Regions from separate parts of the Sus scrofa genome. Here all the other regions are linked to region 3. A link is a contact called in public HiChIP or PLAC-seq and promoter capture Hi-C data. All regions are on one chromosome and are shown on one strand. Each heading gives the region's core, a stretch centred on a gene start, on an enhancer-like site or on the middle of the called end of the contact. The rest is flanking DNA. Distances are from core to core; before and after follow the strand shown.

What was found. Promoter capture Hi-C pulls out the DNA fragments that hold promoters and counts their contacts. HiChIP or PLAC-seq counts read pairs in DNA pulled down with a chosen protein or histone mark.
Region 1: a promoter capture Hi-C map of fetal skeletal muscle shows a contact between it and region 3, with 10 times the contacts expected there. The contact joins the promoter of ADORA3 here to the promoter of FAM212B in region 3. A contact is called at or near these places in 4 of 5 promoter capture datasets (fetal skeletal muscle, liver and skeletal muscle), 4 of 47 Hi-C or Micro-C datasets (blood, embryonic fibroblasts, heart right ventricle and 1 more) and 2 of 2 datasets of contacts at active chromatin or transcription factors (alveolar macrophages and skeletal muscle).
Region 2: an H3K27ac HiChIP or PLAC-seq map of alveolar macrophages shows a contact between it and region 3. The contact joins the enhancer-like site here to the promoter of FAM212B in region 3. A contact is called at or near these places in 4 of 5 promoter capture datasets (fetal skeletal muscle, liver and skeletal muscle), 4 of 47 Hi-C or Micro-C datasets (blood, embryonic fibroblasts, heart right ventricle and 1 more) and 2 of 2 datasets of contacts at active chromatin or transcription factors (alveolar macrophages and skeletal muscle).

What each region holds. Positions count from the first base shown.
Region 1 is chr4:108,853,026-108,855,725 of Sscrofa11.1, forward strand. ADORA3 (adenosine A3 receptor) reads left to right here and starts at 1,275. Exons shown (of 2, transcript NM_001243435.2): 1 at 1,275-1,947. The coding sequence starts at 1,598. The region is part of intron 2 of TMIGD3 (transmembrane and immunoglobulin domain containing 3); the gene reads left to right.
Region 2 is chr4:108,831,866-108,834,565 of Sscrofa11.1, forward strand. The region is part of intron 2 of TMIGD3 (transmembrane and immunoglobulin domain containing 3); the gene reads left to right. Among named protein-coding and RNA genes, the nearest start is that of TMIGD3, 19 kb to the left of the region's middle. Within about 2 kb of position 1,291, at least 30 of the 83 cell types and tissues checked have an H3K27ac peak or open chromatin away from gene starts, as enhancers often do. A contact at or near this core is called in alveolar macrophages, fetal skeletal muscle and liver, where this site is marked.
Region 3 is chr4:108,649,344-108,652,043 of Sscrofa11.1, forward strand. It overlaps FAM212B (PAK4-inhibitor INKA2), which reads left to right and starts at 1,323. Exons shown (of 2, transcript XM_021090027.1): 1 at 1,323-1,550. The coding sequence starts at 1,515.

The DNA.
Region 1 (2,700 bases), core at 25-2,524, 200 kb after region 3:
TGGGCTGTACATAGATTGGTGCTTAACGTCAATATTATAAACTCTTCCGTCCACTGTGTGAGCTAGGGTGCCACTGTTGCTTTGGCTGTCTCTCTCAATAACTCTTCGAGGGGCAGCACTGAGAAGCACGTGACCCTCAGGGACCCTGCAACACAACTGCATTCCAGGGTCTCATTCCCAGCAGTTGAGACCAGGTGAGCAGCTTCGGGGAGAGGGTCAGATTCCCAGACAGACAGCTGTTCCTGCAGGGCGGGGCTCGGGGCAGGAGGGCAGGAGGTGTGCCCCGATTATGTGCACCTGTTGCCCCTTCCTTCCTTTCTGTGTGGCTGGTCATCCTGTTGTCCTCTTGTCCCTCACATAGCTTTGACACGGTCTGGTTGCTAGCGTGAGGGCGTGCTGGGTGTGTGGGCTGAGAAGGGGAGATGAGGCGCCAAAGATGTGATGCTCACGGGAGGTGTTCACATTTTGCTCATCCAAACAGGGCATCTTAATTTGTCCCTTTGGCGAAAGATCTTTGATCCAAAGCCTGGGTTCCAGCTGTGCCCCGGGAAGGGTCAATTCATGTGGGTGAATTCTCAGCACTTGCCGTTATGCACTGTGTCATCCATCTGGGCTGATATAACCAAATACCCAACACTAAGTGGCTTAGAAACAAGAGACATTTATTACTTATAGCTCTGGAAGTTGGGAAGTCCAAGATAAGTCCCCAGCAGAACCCGTGTCTGGTGTGAGCCCACTTCCTGTACATAGATGGTGGAAGGGGCAAGAAAGCTCTGTGGGTCTCTCTTAAAGGGACACTAATCTCATTCATGAAGACCTTTTATGACCCTGTAACCTCCCAAAGCTCCCACTTCCAAATGCCTTGACCTTGAGGGGCAGATTTCAACGTGTGAGCTTCGAGTAGACACAGATTGTCAGTCTGTAGCTTGCACTCAGAAACAGCCCATTCTGGCTGAGGTTAAGAGCCTGCCACCAATGTCCACTTCTTGTTCCTCTGCATGTTCTGTTTACGTCCTTATCACGGGATCTTTCTGCTAAGCTAGCAGAAAACGAGAACATGACATAGTCAGTGCTCCAGCCCCTCTCCCACCCAGTGTGACATTCTTATCCGGTCCCCGAGTAAATGAAGGCTGAGCCTCCTTCATGCCACACACATCCCCCCCCCACCCCGACCCCGTTCTTTCCATCTTCTCGCCGAGGGCTCCTGGCTCTGGGCTTCCTCTTGGCCCATCTCACTTCCTGAAACAGCACTGAAGAGCACTGCTTATCTCGATGGAGCTCGAGTAGCCCTCTGGAGGTGGGGGAACTGAGAGCCGTGGCACTTTCACATTCGGCCCACACAGAACTGTCCTCCAGGCTTCTGGGAACTCGGGGACGTGTAGCCCATGTCGGGGCTGGAAGTGATGGCCCGGTGATGGGCTCTCTTTCAAGAGAGGGGGTTCCACCAGCGCAGAGAAGGAATGGGCCAGTGGTGAGTTCTGGACTGCAGCTGCTGCCCCTGGACTCTGGCAAGATGTCGGGCAAGAGCTAGGCTCCCTGGTCCACGCGGATCCTGCGGGCACATCTGTCCCCTGGGAGGCTCCTCTTGGAGAGCAAGATGCTGGTCAACAGCACTGCTGTGTCATTGGCCAGTGTGGCCTACATCACTGTGGAGATTCTCATCGGGCTCTGCGCCATAGTGGGCAACGTGCTGGTCATCTGGGTGGTCAAGCTGAACCCCAGCCTGAAGACCACCACCTTCTATTTCATTGTCTCCCTTGCCCTGGCTGACATCGCTGTTGGGGTGCTGGTCATGCCTTTGGCCATCGTCGTCAGCCTGGGTGTCACGATCCACTTTTATAGCTGCCTTCTCATGACCTGCCTGCTGCTGATCTTCACCCACGCCTCCATCATGTCCTTGCTAGCCATTGCCGTGGACCGATACCTGCGGGTCAAGCTCACGGTCAGGTAACTAGGTTGAAGAGGGGTGCCGTGCAGCAGTGCGAGGGGTGCCTGGGGAAGGGGGTTACAACGTTCAGATCCTGGACTTTTTGAGTGGAAACCAATCCAAACTGGCCTCTGAGCTTGAAAGAGGTTCTTCTCCCCGCTTGGTGTGTGATGAGGGTTTAGCAAGGACGAGCTGAGGCTCAGGAACTAGAAAGCAGAGGACACTCTGACCGCACCACCCCCATCTCCACCCCCACCCCGCGCACCAACTATGGGAGTGAAGTGCTCGAATCCCAGGGGGGTGGGGGGGCTAAGGATGATAAAAGCTTGATGCATCTTTAAATAGTGAAAAATGCTCTTGATTTTTAGAAATGACAGAAACATACCAGATGATAAGATAAGCAGACAGAGAAGAAGAAGAGATAAACTGATGGTTTTGCTCTTTGCAAATGTAGGTTATTTTAAACCTATCTTAACTTTGCTTCCTCTTCCATGTTGAGAATGGAGCCCAAAAAGTTCTCCATGGCAGAAAGTAGTAACAACCTCTCGTGTGCCCATGTGAACAGAACAGACTGCCAGATAGAGAAACCGAATTCCCCAGATGTCCTGAGCTGCACTGGTCTCTGTCTCTCCTCTTCTCTTGTGGGAAGTGCATGGTGAGGAAGCCACCGACTTGGCTTCAAATCCCAGATCTTGAGGTCTGATCTTGGGCCAGTTATTCACCTTTTTCTGCCTCACTTCCTCAGCATAGTGGTCAAACTGCTCTGAACATAG
Region 2 (2,700 bases), core at 41-2,540, 180 kb after region 3:
CGCATAATAGGAAGAAAGCAGCTGTAGGCCGAGGAGCCGAAGGCCAGCAGGACCAGGAATCGTTCAAGGGAAATTCATCAGTCTTGACATGTTGGAGACAGAGAAGTTGGTCTGGAGGCAGCCCGGTCGTTCTTGCAAATGCTAATCAGTTGGAAGGGGATAAAACCTGGGATTGCGGTGAGGACAGAAGGAACACAGAGCAAAGGAAGGTATCCCGGTGGAAAGGGATAGTTCTTGGCTCACAGCAGATGATAAATGTCCGCTGAGAGATAGACGAACCATTCAAAGGAATAATTAACAGCGCTCGGTGCGTCAAAAAGTCATGACCGTGACTAAAAGTTTGAACCAAAGTGACAAAAAGAATGCTTTATTATTTCATGGCCAGGGATGAGGTGTATGAGAGATGTGGTGAATTCAGGGAAAAGAAAAATAACCAGCCCCTATGAACTCTTATAGTGTTAAGTTTTGCTTCCTTTTCCTGAGTACAGGACTGACGATAAAACAATTGACTCGTATGTGTTAATAGCAAGTTAATAATGCAAGTAAATAGGGTGACGAGGGCGTGGCTTGTAGCCTCTCCAGTGTCCTAAGATGGTTTGTCCTGGGGATGCCTCTCAAAGTGCTGCTTGAGTTGTTAACCTCTTGGGCCTCAGTTTCTTCATCTGAAAAATGGGAGCGTTGATTGGTGCTGGACAATGTCCTTCTGGTGTTAAAAATCAGTGACTCCGTTCCTTTTGCTGGTATGTGTGGGTTTTTTGCCTTAAAAAATGACTGCAGAGTGAACCCCACCTCTTTAGGCCCATCTCTGAAGTGAGCAGAGGAAACTCGTGTACAAGGTTCAGAATCTGAAGGGCCTGCGAGCTGAAGGGCTATTGCTCACTGTCTGAAGGATCCCATTGCCAAAAATGGAAGTGCTGTTTGGAGGGCTGTTTTTGCCGTGTCCCTTGGACTTAAATGGAACTGAATTCTCTTGCAAAGATGGAGAGGAGAGGAGAAGAGGAGGGGGTGCCTGGGCTGGGAGCTGGCTCTGCTAATCTATGCACTGGAGGTCCAAGTTCAAAAATGCTTGCAGGAAAGCTTCAGTTCCATTTTTTTTTTTTTTTTTCTCCATACACAATGAAGCCGTTGTGTGTCCAGAAGCTGGGAGAAGACAGCTGGATTTCTATGGCTCCACGGCCAGCCTCGTTTTTATTCCTTTTTGATTCTCCTCTTTTGGAGACACCCCACAGGACACATCGGTCTGGAGAAGGAAATACTAGTCAGTCTCATGTGGTAACGTCTAGAAAACAAGTACATCCTGACCAGGAGTGATCAGCCTTCAAGTAGCATGAAGCCTCAGTGAGTATGTGAATCATGACTTTCAGTAAAACAAGGAACATTCAAGACCTGACCTTCAATTCACCTTGACATTAGTCCTGCCTCTGATGACCATTTTAAGTGGGAAGTTCCTGGATTGCTGGGTCCCTTGGCCGTGTTAGTTTCATCTTGTAAACTACCCCGTGCAGGAATGTGTTGAATAAATGCCCATCTGATTTCAAAAGTCCAGAGGGATCTCTGTGCCTCTTGCTTTGCAGGATCTAATCAGATGGTCCCTGAAATGGCTCAGACCCTCTCTTCCGGCAAAATTTCTAAAAATGATAAATTGTTTCTTCTGCTAGACCTCTGTGATAGTTTTTCTGCGGTTTCTCTTTCAACAGATGAAGCTTTCTGGAGTTGACACAAAAGGAAACTGGGGTTTAGAGGTGGGGGAGTAGAGTACATTTAAATACAATGATAATAATAGGTGACATTTACTCAGAGCTTTTCTGGTGTCAGGCACTGGTGGGGGTGTTTGACGAAGGTTAATTCATTTCAGCCTCAAAATGACTTGGTAAAATGGATGTTATCTTCGTCATTTTAAAAATGAGGAAATCAGCAGTTCCCGTCATGGCGCAGCGGAAACGAATCGGACTAGGAACCATGAGGTGGCAGATTTGATCCCTGGCCTCGCTCAGTGGGTTAAGGATCCGGCGTTTCTGAGAGCTGTGGTGTAGGTTGCAGATGTGGCTCGGATCCTGCATTGCTGTGGCTGGGGTGTAGGCTGGCAGCTGTAGCTCCATTGGACCCCTAGCCTGGGAACTTTTATATGCTGTGGGTGTGGCTCTAAAAATATATTAAGAAATACAAATGGGGAAATCGTGGGACAGAAAGGTTGAACCATGAAGCTGATGGGGAGCCGAGCCAGGCTCCCGAATGTAGTCCTGAGAGCCTGACACTATAATTTCCTGTGAGCTGGGTGTTCCCTTGACATTCAGGTCCCTGGGTTTCCTGACAGCTGTGTTGTGTTTTCCTTCTAGAGAGTCTTGACTGTTCATTGTCTTTATACTCTGGCTCCTAGATGAGCAGAAAGTGATGGGAGAGCAAATAGGGGCGGAGAAGGAGGGAAGATGTCACGGCATCGAGGCCATGCGCGCGCATGTGTGCACACGCACACGCGCACACTCACGAGCTGGTCCATGTATGTCTTTTATCCTCCCATCACTCCTGTGCTCTCGGAGGCTCCTTTCCCACCAGGTTCTACACCGTCTTTCCCTGAGGGCTCAGCCCTTTCTGCTCCCGGTCATGGGAAGGGGCGGGAAAGAGATGACATTCTTTTCAAGGGCCCGCCCGAAAACCCTGTTTGGAACGAGGCTGCTGGGAAACTGGGTTGTTGACTCGCTT
Region 3 (2,700 bases), core at 73-2,572:
ACCACTGTGCCAAGACGGGAACTCCTGATGTTCATTTTTATCCTGCCTCCCTCCCTCCTTCGCTCCCACCTCTCAATGGCAAGCAGAAGTGGCGCTCTTTGCTGACACGAACGCAGCTTCTGCCTTCTCTTTCGTGTCTTCTCTCGCCTCTTCACGGTTCTGTCTCCCTCCAAGACCCCTACATTCTGCCCTGGGTAAACTTTCCCTGTTAATGACCGTGAACAACACGTCGCTAATTGCGCTAATTAATCTCGGGCCCTGCAACACCGCCCCCTGCGGGCCAGGCCAGGTGGCACGGCGCCCAGGGAACAGGGTGGGAACCGCAGCCCAAACCTGCGCGGAGGCCGGGGTAGCGGGTCCCAGGCTGGGCTGGGTGGAGCGCTCTCGCCGGCCTGCGGCACCTCTCGGGTCCATCTGCCGCCACGCCACAGCCCACAGGACCTCTGATGCTTTGGCTGCGTCTGTTGAATAGAATCGTGGCATCTTGAGTCCTCTCTTGCTCCCCCGACCTTACAGAGAGCTTTGCAAGTAGCTAAAGCAAGAGTTGGGATAAGCCGCCAGAGTACTGGGGAAGAAAACGCCTGATCCTTTACCCCTGCCCATCCTATTGTAAGCGGCCCCCATCTTCTTACCCTGTTTTGCGTTTTCATAAAGAATCATTACCTGAAATTACAGCGCCTAATTTTTTAAAAAAACTGTTTGTCTCATCTAATTACCTTCCCCCGCCCCAGGTACGTTCCTGGGACCAGAGACCTTACCAGTCTTATTCGGTATCCCCAGACCTACAGCCTTCCTGGAAGTACAGTACTTGGTGTTAAATAAGTGAATGAATGCACGGAGCAGCGGCTTCTCCGCTCCGCGAGTGAGGAGTGAACTGGGAAGATCCTGCACTAGGCGGTGAGGTAAATCCACACTTTCGGAGTCCACTTTTTTTAAACACTTCAGGGTGCAAAAGAGCTGCAGAGTGGCATTTGGGACGGACACTAAGGCGCTCGCTCAGCTGCTTCTGAGATCCTTACCCACTGCCCACCCGTAAGACGGGGATCTCTCTTTATCACTAAACAGGGGATCAAGTGCTTTGTTGGGGGACGTCGGTACAGCCCGGAGTCACGATTTGCTCGCCGCGCTGGCCAGGACCAGGTGTGTTCGCCCCCCTCCCCGCCCCTGCCAGCCCTCCTGGAGCGGCGGCCCTGGCCCAGTGCGCACACCCGCCCAGGGTCCACCCACAGCAGCCCAGCCCGCGTCCCCCGCGCGCCCTTCTCATTGGCTGAAGGCATCTCCCCCTGAATTCTCATAGGCTGTCCCACTTTTCCCTCCGCCCCCAGCTCGGACCGCGCGCCGCGAGCAGCTGGGGAAGAAGCTCCGAGTCTGGGTCTGGGAGCAGAGACTCGGCTCGTTCAGAGTTGCGGAGCGCAGACTGCCGAGCGCAGTTTCAGTGGGACTGGTGTCCCCACTCCGGGACTCTCGTGGAGCCGAGCCCGGCCAATGGGCGCATGAGGTAGAAGAGCAGGGAAATGGATTGCTATTTGCGCCGCCTCAAACAGGAGCTGGTAAGAGCGGAGCGGGCTACCGGGATTGGGAGGGCTGCTCCGCCCCAAAGGGTACCTGGCCTCCGCCCAGGCCCCGGGACCGCGACGTGCGGAGAGCAGGGGACGCGGCGCGCGGGGCCTGTCCAGAGGGAAAGGGATCGCGAGGAAACTTGGAGCAGAGACTTGTTTGAGAGGGAAGCAGTCACGATCAAGTGAGAAAGACCGAGAGGGCAAAGCTAGCCCAGACCGAAATGTGCCCAGAGACCCCGAGGGAGCAAAGAGGGCGCACCGGAGACAGGCAGACAAGCAGATGCGGTGGGACCCAGCGCCCGCACGGAAAGGGCGGGACGCGGGTGCCCCGCAGCGGGGGCTGCGTGGAGCGGGGGGAGGAGGGTGCGCGGGCCGATCTCTGCCCGGGACCGGAGGTCGGCCGGGGACTGCGCTCTCGAGGGGAGCTGGCACCTCCGGGGGTGGGGGGAGCAGTCCTGGCGGCCGGGCTTGGCAGGGCTGGCGCGGCTGCGGGGGCCGGCCGGGCAGGCTGTCTGCCCGGGCTTGCCTGCCTGCGGGGAGGGGGCTGGCAGCTGGACCCGCGGGGGAGGGCCCGGCGCGGGAGGAGGGGCGCCGCCTGGCAGCTCGCGGGCGGGAGTGCGGAGGCCCAGCCAGATGTCAGGTCTGGACTTGGGGAGTGCGGAGGGAGCGTGCGGAGGCCCGGGTGCAGGCGCTGGGAGAAGTGACACAGTCTGGGACCGGGGGCGGGGGGAGCGGGAGGGTGGGGTGGAAATCGCCCGAGGAGGAAGAAGGGTGCCTGCTGGAGGCTCTGTTGTGGGGGGCAGGTTGCTTCTCACTGACTTCATATCCCAGCCCCTCCCGGCTGCCACCTCTCTTGTTCCTTCAACCACCAGAATTCAGACAGATATTTTGCAAGTGTTCCCCCCGCCTTCCGCCCCACCCCGGGTCCGCGCGCCCGTCTCGGTCAACCCGGACCTCTGAGGTCTTTGCCGCCGCCTCTTTTTTTTTTGTCTCTCTTAGTTTGTTTCTCTTGGGGACGCCCTCTTCTCACCCTCACGTTTCTCCCCTCCGCCTTCTTCTTACTTTTCAGAGCCAGGGGCACCCAGGCTCACTACAGCAGACCTGGATCCAAAAAGTGCCAGCCCTTGGCTCTTCAGATTCC